Regions from separate parts of the Sus scrofa genome. Here region 2 is linked to region 1. Evidence: chromatin contacts called from public HiChIP or PLAC-seq data. All regions are on one chromosome and are shown on one strand. The core of a region is the stretch at or near the end of the contact, and the rest is flanking DNA. Distances in the headings are between cores, read along the strand shown.

Region 1 (4,205 bases), core at 1,154-3,653:
TTATTAACTCAAGAGTCTTAAGGGGAGAGTTTTGGAAAGAGAGGTAGCGAACTGTAGCTTTGGGCTGTAATTTCCATCATAACTGTGGTGCTTAGTGAAACCCCCTGGGGATAGATAGCAGCAGCCTCTGAATGTCCCATCCCCCTTGAGACTTTCCCTTCCTTGCTGACCCTGGAAGCTCTGCAGGTGTTGTGGCATGATGTAACTCTGTGAGGAGCTGGGCCGGGGGAGTCTGTCTGTCTGCTCCTGCAGAGTCTAGATGCGCTCCTTAATAGACTTCCGACAGGGGAGCGCAGCTTATTGCTTTGTACTGACAAGTAGGGAGTTCCTAGCAGGCTTTACCTTTGTGCCAGTTTGTTCAGAGAGGATGCCTAGTTCATGGTGAGGGTTATGTTTGTGTCTGTTAAACCCAGTTAGTTTTAAGCAGATTTGTCTATTCTAATGGAACAAAGTTTTCCAGTCTGAATGTTCTAGCAGCCGTCACTCAAACGTTAATTGCTGTCAGTGGGAAAGGATATCCTCCTACACCTTTTCTGGAGCACTTGAAACCATCCCACTTCCTTTTTCTTTTACCTTAAGAACTGATTACTGACACGAGGGAATTAGAATCAGATTGCATCAATCTTTATGGAAAGGTTACCAATTACTGTGCTGAAAAATAGCATTTGTCTCTAATAGTAAGTGTTTCTCTTGGTGTGTCTTTCTCAGTTCATTGCTCTTAAATACCTCCTAGGTGAATGAATGCTTTGTGTCGAGCCCTGACTTAATACATTTAAGACAGACTTTAGTGATGGCTTTCTTGCTTTGGGTTCTGTGGGAGGGGGAGTAATTCACATGGAATTTTCATAGGATCTTTTGGTTCCTTGAATGTCCCTGGATAGAAAAGCATGGCTCATGTCAAGTACTTACACTATGCTGCAAGCTCCAGAATGAGTATTTGCATTGAAGAGTTGAGAGCAGGGAGGATTTTTATGGGGGGGATGTGCATTTTGAGCACCAGGCTCTACCTTGAGGTTCTCTCATCTGGTTCTTGTGGCGACTCTGTGAGCCTAGATAAAGTCACCCCAGTTTTGGAGACGAGAAGGCCTCTGTTTCGAGATGTGTCCTTGGGCCCTCAGTTAGTATGTTAAAAAAGAAAGCCCCTGACTTGAATCCAGATCTCTCCTTCTTGTGTACACCAGAGAGCCTTGTGGTTGTAAGAATGTTTCCATTACTGTGGGCAAGTGAAATGTGGGGTGGAATGAAGACACAGCTGCTTTATACCACCATCACCATCGTTCTTAAGCATCTTCTTTATTTCTAATGTTCTTCAACATTAACTGGTGAAGTTTCGGAGCCTGCCAGGGCGTCTGGCTCATTGTGTTCAATACAACATAGGCTTGTTTAATTTAGCAGCGCTCTGAGATGAAAGGTTCATGACGGCCAAGTACAAACAGACCTGCTGTGGGATGTTAATTCTGTTATACGGAGAGAATGCTTGTGTTTCCTTGCTCTCTGCTAATAAAGAAGCTGGCACATTTTCTCATTAGTTAAGAAGGACTTTGACTTGTTTAAATCTGTGTAATCAGAGGGAAGTGAGCAGTTCTGATAAACATTTTTTCTTTGTGCAGTCTTTGGTTAATTCCATTTCATACCTGCCAGCGAATTACAGTTTGTGGGCTCTCTTGTTCTTTCCTCTTTTTACTTTGGATTTGATTTATGGTTGGTCGCTATAGGGATTTGGTGGTAGGAAAACAAATCATTTTCCTTTGAAGAGACTGTGTTTTTTTTACGACAGGTTATTTTGTAGCTGGCCAAGTGATTCAGTCAGCCCCACCCCCACCTCCTGCACAGAGGTGTCACTCTATGACTTTGTGCAGTCATTTTTTTCCCATAATAGCTCTATTGAGGTGTAATTCACATGCCATAAAGTTCACCTGATGAAGCATACAATTCTGGATTTTTGTATACTCACAGAATTGTGCACCGCTCCCCCCTGTCTAATTCCAGAACCCTTTCATCACTCCAAAGAGAATCCCCATCCCCAGTAGCAGTCTCTTTCCATTCTTCCCTCTCTTTAGCCCCTAGCAACCACCATTCTGCTTTCTACGTCTATGCATTTATTCATAGAAATGGAATCTTACCATATGTGTGATCTTTTGCATCTGAGTCCTTTCACTTAGCCTGTTTTTGAGGTTCAGTCATGTTGTAGCATGTGTCAGAATTCCTTTTTTATTGCCAAATAATGCTCTATTGAGTGGACATACCACATTTTGTTTATTCATCCACCGAGGGCCATTTGGTTGCTTTCCCTGTTGGGGCTATTAAATGAATAGTGCTGCTGTGAACATTTATGCACAGGGTTTTGGGTGGACATCTGCTGTCACGTCCATGGATATATACCTAGGAGTAGAATTGCTGGGTCTCATGGTGATGCTATATTTAGCTTGTTGAGGGACTGCCAAACTGTTTTCCCAAGTGGCTGTACTATTTTGCATTACCATCAGCAAGTTAGAGGATTCCACTTTCTTCACATCTTTGCCAGCATGTGTTATTACCCTGTTTTGTTTTGCTTTTCATAGTAGCCATTGCAGTGGGTGTAAAGGGTATCTCACGGTAGTTTTGATTTGCATTTCCCTCATGGCTAATGATGTTGAACATGGGTTTCTTGGCCATTCGTATATCTTTTTTAGAGAAATGTCTATTCAAATTCTTTCCTCATTTTAAAAATTGGATTGCCTTTTTATTGTTGAGTTATAATATTTCTTGTATATTCTAGATACGCACACATGAGCACCCCCTCACATATATCCTTGTCAGATAATATGAATTGTAGAGTTTTTTTCCCCATTCTGTGGTTTGTCCATATTGATGCTGGAGCCACTGTCCAGCAGGGGGAGGGTGATGTGGCTCTTCTGGCCACTGTATTACGAATGCTGGATGTCAGGGCCAAGCCCAGAGACAGAGACCCATTAGGCTGCTCCCCTAGTCCAGTAAGAGTTGATGAGGACCTGAGCTGGGGCACTTGTGGCAGAGTTGGATAAGACAGGCCGGAAACGTGTAGGAGCTATTTGTCAGGAATCCTGGCTACAAGTAACAAACCCCTTCTCAAAATAGCTTAAATTATAAGGGGATTCACTGGAAGGTTCCTGGAGAAGTTCATGAAAGTTATGAAATGCGGCACAAACCAGGGCAACCCCGGGCACTCCCGGGTTTAGAAGAGGTCGCTCATCACAGGGACTCTGGCTCCCATCGCTGGCCCCTCAGGCTTCCCCACAGGGCAGGGGCTGTCTTCATGCTCTGCAGCCAAGAGGAGGAAGGAGGTGCTCTCTCCCAGCTTCAGTTTTTAAGGTCCCAGGGGCTCTCTTGGCCTTAGGTTTTGTGCCTTCCCCAGGCACTGGGGTCACCATCACACTGGGGGTTCCCAGAAGAAGTGGGGGAAGGTGGTTCTGGGCGGAGCCAACCATGCACATCTACTCTGGGAACAGCGACTTTGAGAAGACTGAGGAGGATGGGGGGATTAAGAATGCCTCCGCATTCGTGACGCTGGCGACCTGTGACGGCACTGTTTCCACCCAAGAATAGGGGTTCGGGGCCTAGCAGAGTGGAGGGCAGTGAGTAAACTGAGTTTAGTTTTGACCAGATGAGACATAGAACTAATCACAGTTTGTGTGTTGCATGTTTTTATGATCCTGTGATGGGTTTGGCTTTCTTCACAATTAGAAGAAACAGATGCTGTCTTGTTTTCTTTACTCTGAACCCTCCGGAGCCCAGCATACTATACTTGGCACATAGTAGGTAATCAGGAAATAGCTGCTTGAGTGCATTCAGGCGAACATGTTCAGCAGGCAGCCGGATGGACAGTTTGGATCTCAGGTGAGGGCAGGAAATAAGGATTTGGGAGTTAGTGGTATAAGGCTCGATAGTAGACAGGCTTTGTGAGGTGACCTTACTGGCAGAGGAACTGTTGTGAGCATTCACATGTTGTACAGACCAGAGTTTTCATGTCCAGGTAAGAAAATTATGCCTTTTCCTTTTTTTTTTTTTTTTTTTTTTTAAACCATTGCCCTACTTAGTTATTTAATGACAGTCCTGCTAATTATTTTTTTAAAATTTGCGATTAGAATTACATTTGTGTTAAGTAGGGAAATAAAGGTGATAAAAACAGAGATTCTGTTTCCTTTTAAGAATAACTGACTCATAGGATGAAACCTTGGATATGATTT
Region 2 (4,275 bases), core at 956-3,455, 110 kb before region 1:
TCAACTTGTGGTTTAAACAAGGGAATTTCCTAGGATTCATGAAAATAGTGAATAAACAGGGTCTGATGAAACGGTGACAGGGTATATCTGAGATGATATTTGGGGACACTTTTAATTAGGACCTCCAGAATTTGGTGTCAATGAGAGGAGAGGTTTGCTCCCATGAACAGCTTGTTTCTGGGAAGGGTGACACCCAGCCGCAGCTGGGGGAAGAAGAAAGCTCAGTAGAACAAGGGAAGCGTGACTGGGCAGGTTTGTTTTTGGCAAAAGGCATTTATTGCATAAGGCGGAGGGCCCCCTCTGGATCTGATGCTGTACCAGTCCACGCCAGCAAGGACGTTCAGTCGTGCAGCAAAGAGAAGTCCAACAAAGAACATGAGCAAGTAAGGTCTTAAAAACACCTCTAGAGAGGGATCAGTGCGGCAGGGCTCAGAGAATGAAGTCATATCCAGGGCTAGGGGCAGGGCTGGCCTCAAAGAGAACGTAGGATTCAAGATGAGACTGAAAGCACAGCTAGGATTTCATCAGACAGAGATGCAGATGATGCACTGACGTCCAAGCACAGAGCACAAGCAAAGAAACAGATGGGAAACAGAATGGTGTTTCAAGAAAGTCGTGAACAGCAGAGTGGGAACAAGACACGGGGGGCATAGTGTAGGAGTCTCCCAAGTGCTAGGCTTGAGGAGTTTGTTCTTATTTCAGTAGAAAAAGGAACATTGGAGTAAGGGAAGGACGTGACCAAGAAGGCTGTTTTAAGACTTGGGTCTGGCAGTAGTAAGTTTGCAATGGAAAGGAACTAAGATCGGTTGAGCACTTAGATATTTCACATATGTTACCCCCATTAAATCCTCACACCCTGAAAGAGGGATGACACCTGCTTTACAGATGAGGAGATGAAGCCTCGGAGGGATCAAGAAATTAAAGTCACCGTGGACATAAAGGGCAGAGATGGGACCCCAACTCCAAAGCCGCCTTCCTTTCTACCATACCTTGCTACCTGGGGGGAAGGGCTGCAGGTGAAAAGACCATTTCAGAAACTGTCATTAACAATCTAAGCAACAGGTGGTTTTGGCCAAAACTCAGATGGTATAGCTTTGGGAATGGAAAGGACATAAACTGAAGAAGCATCAAAGGACAGTCTAGGGAATGCGGCAAGGAAATTACATGCCTAGGAAGAATCTGAATAACACCTCGCCTTGAAGCCTCAGGAGACAAGGAAGCCATTAACAGAAACAAAGAGTCTGGAGAAAGACTGTGCAGGCAAGGCTCAGCTCACTTAGGATCGAGTTTTGCGAGAGCCATGGTCAGGCAGTCTCAACCGAAGAGGTGGCAGACCTCTGCTGGGAAGTGAGAATTGAAGACAAAAAATAAATGAGCAAATATGAAACAGGACTTTAGAAAATGCCTACATTTAGGAGGTGAGATGATAGAGGATACATTCTAAAAAGAAGATTCTGGATCATGCCGCCACCAGAATCAAAAGCAGGGGAGAATTTCAAGGCAGTGACCCACAGGGTCAGGAGTTGAGCAGCAGGAACGCTGGTGGCCTCAGTTTGCAACACGGCAGGGGAGCTCTGGGTGTCCAGGATGGTGGTTGCAGGGAGCCTGGGGCACACGCCAGACTGAGGCACCGAGGAATCCTTAGGATTGCGAGACTGGGCAAGCCTTAGGCCAAGGTGATCAGAAGGAAGGCGCCAGGACCCAGTGAGAGAAGGAAGATGCAGGAGAGAGAACAGGTAATGAATGGAACCAAAACCCAGGGCTGAGGTCCTGGGGATGGAGGGAGAAAAGAGTGCTTTCCCTTTTTTTCCTTTCACACCTACAGAAAACCTGTTATACTGATTTGGCTCTTCTTACAAATCAGCATTTATTGTGCTATGTACCCCTAACTTGGAACGGAACTAGCAAACCACGATAAGTAACAATGAGCCCTTTTCTGGTCTATTTTAAGGACAAATGCTGCTGTTTGGCGATGGGATCTGCTCGTGTTTAAACTAGAAGCGGGGGGCGGGGGGAGCAGAACCCCTCTCTAACCTGGCTGGATAGTTTTATTACTATTTAAAGCATCCCTTTCAGCGATTTAGGAAACATTAATGCGTGCTGGCTAATGTCGGCTGGAAACCGAAAGTCTGACAGCAGCTCTCAGCCAATCCTGAGATTTGGTGAGGATTTTTATTTTGGTCGTCCTGAGCCTACTGTAACTGGGGCGGCTGAGTTGCTATGGTGATTTGTTCTCCAAACAGAGGGCTTTGCCGCAGTACCTTGAAACAGCAGATCAATCTACTTTATGTTGACTTGATCATGATATTAATTCTAGTTGAAACCTCCCCCAGGCTCCCATCAGGACTTGTACGCAGGAATTTTAAATCCGGGTCCAAGAGGCATCGTCTTTTTAAAGCCAGGCCCTCACAATTCCTGCCCCCGAGACTGCAGGCTCACAGTCAAAAGCTCCGGGGTCAGGGGTGGGGGGGACTGCAGTTGGAGGAAGGTTCATCATTGAAGCAATTATGTGCTTAATCGCTGCAGCGTGGGCACCGGCTGCAAGTTGTGACTCATTCCCCACTCTGTCACTAATAATTGGGGGCGGTGGACAGGATGCACAGAAAACTCAGCTGCTTTTTCCCGAGTTCCTCTTGCAAATCTGGAAGTCGCTGAGATCCGTCCTTGAAGCAGGGGAGAAAGGCCGACCTCAGCTCCACGACGTGGCCCTGCCTGTCTCCACCGGTAGGGGGCCCCATTGAGTCACCGGACTCTATAAGGATGACTGCACTTTGAATGGGGGTGTAGCTGCCTCTGGGTCTTGCCCAACGGTGACGCGGGAGAGGAAAAAAAAAAAAAAAAAGGAGCTGCCTGATTTCCAGCGTGACTCATTATAAACAAACGGAGGACAGATTGACTGCCTCTTATCAGAGCCTGAGTATGAGCCCCAGGACTGAGGGTGAGTCATACTGGAAGTCCCGTCTTTTGTTGGTCAGAGGGATTGTTCTCCCTGCGGAAGGGGTGGATTTGCTGAGTGGGGGATGGGGGTGCTAAGGGATCACTTCAATACCATCAGTGACCCCAAGGTGAGCCCTGGGCTCCTAGTGAGATCCAATTCCCTCAAAACCAAAAAAGTTTCCAAACTGAAGATAAAAACTGGCCATACCCACAAGAAAACTCATTTGGAGTTCATGGAATGTCCGGAATCTTGCATTGATGGTGTCACAACATACACATATGCCAGTTATCATCAAAGTATACATTTTAAGTACTGCTGTGTGTTGTATGTAAATTACACTGCAAAGTTTTTGGTCTTTTGGGGGGGGGGCACACCATGCAGAATTTCCTAGATCAGGGATAGAACATCACCACAGCAGTGACAACACTGGATCCTTAACAGCTAAGCCACCAGGGATTTTTAAGAAATACAGTTTGGTGAGGGGGAAAAAAACCTGGCCAACCCATTTTTATGGTGGTTTACCCTGAAGCTCTGCGTACACTCCCTCACTGCCCCATCCATACCCATCTATTGCCTTGTATTTGGGTGCAAACCCCGAGGGTACACACCTGAAGCGATCATGAAGTCATACCATCTAAGGCTGGTGTGCTGATCCCACACGCCCAGAGTGTGTGTAATAGGTGAGTTATTTATTTTCACTGACCCAAGACGGGGGATCAGTAAAGCCTAGGTTGGCAAAAGATTTGAAAGGAGGCAGACGCTGGGTAGCAAAGGCAAAAAGAAGGACCTTGCATGTACCTGCCCCCACCCGCTGCTCCCAGCAGCCTCGAGACTGGAGACGCCATGTGTTTACGCCCCAGGTACCTTCCTTCTCATTTCAGCAAATACAAGTCAGGTCAAGCCCACAGCGAAACTGCAGGAGCTTTGGCGATGGGCGGTGCCCATAGAGCCCGCACACGTGAAATGACTTAACACTCGGACCCCAGCAAACCCGCAAGCAAGTTAATTTAGGGGGAAGTGAACACGTGTGCTTAGGTGGCCAAAAAGAAGGAGCGGTTTGGCAGGAGGGGCTCATCAAGAGTCACCATGAAGGGAAGAGCAGCCCAGATGCTTGTAGATGTAAACGACCTCAGTTGGGGAAATATGAATATGTGTTTCTGCGTGGACTAGCCCAGGATCTTCTTCTGAAAAGTATGTGATGTTTTTCTCCTTCCAGATAACATGCCCCGTTGTGAGCAGGAAAAGTCACTTTTCCTTCCTCTTGCTATAGAGTCTCTTGCTAATTCCAGCTTCTGGCTGATAACCTTATGGGTAAGGTCTTAATTATTTCTTTCATT

The links. HiChIP or PLAC-seq counts read pairs in DNA pulled down with a chosen protein or histone mark.
Region 2: a contact with region 1 is called in an H3K27ac HiChIP or PLAC-seq map of skeletal muscle. The contact joins two enhancer-like sites. A contact is called at or near these places in 14 of 47 Hi-C or Micro-C datasets (alveolar macrophages, brain, embryonic fibroblasts and 7 more) and 2 of 2 datasets of contacts at active chromatin or transcription factors (alveolar macrophages and skeletal muscle).

Annotation. Positions count from the first base shown.
Region 1 is chr3:29,150,764-29,154,968 of Sscrofa11.1, reverse strand. All of the region lies in intron 2 of MKL2 (MKL/myocardin-like protein 2), which reads left to right. Among named protein-coding and RNA genes, the nearest start is that of MKL2, 87 kb to the left of the region's middle. Within about 2 kb of position 2,403, at least 11 of the 83 cell types and tissues checked have an H3K27ac peak or open chromatin away from gene starts, as enhancers often do. A contact at or near this core is called in skeletal muscle, where this site is marked.
Region 2 is chr3:29,260,066-29,264,340 of Sscrofa11.1, reverse strand. LOC106509690 (a long non-coding RNA gene) reads left to right here. Exons shown (of 4, transcript XR_002342411.1): 1 at 1-2,938; 2 at 4,155-4,249. Among named protein-coding and RNA genes, the nearest start is that of MKL2, 22 kb to the right of the region's middle. Within about 2 kb of position 2,205, at least 47 of the 83 cell types and tissues checked have an H3K27ac peak or open chromatin away from gene starts, as enhancers often do. A contact at or near this core is called in skeletal muscle, where this site is marked.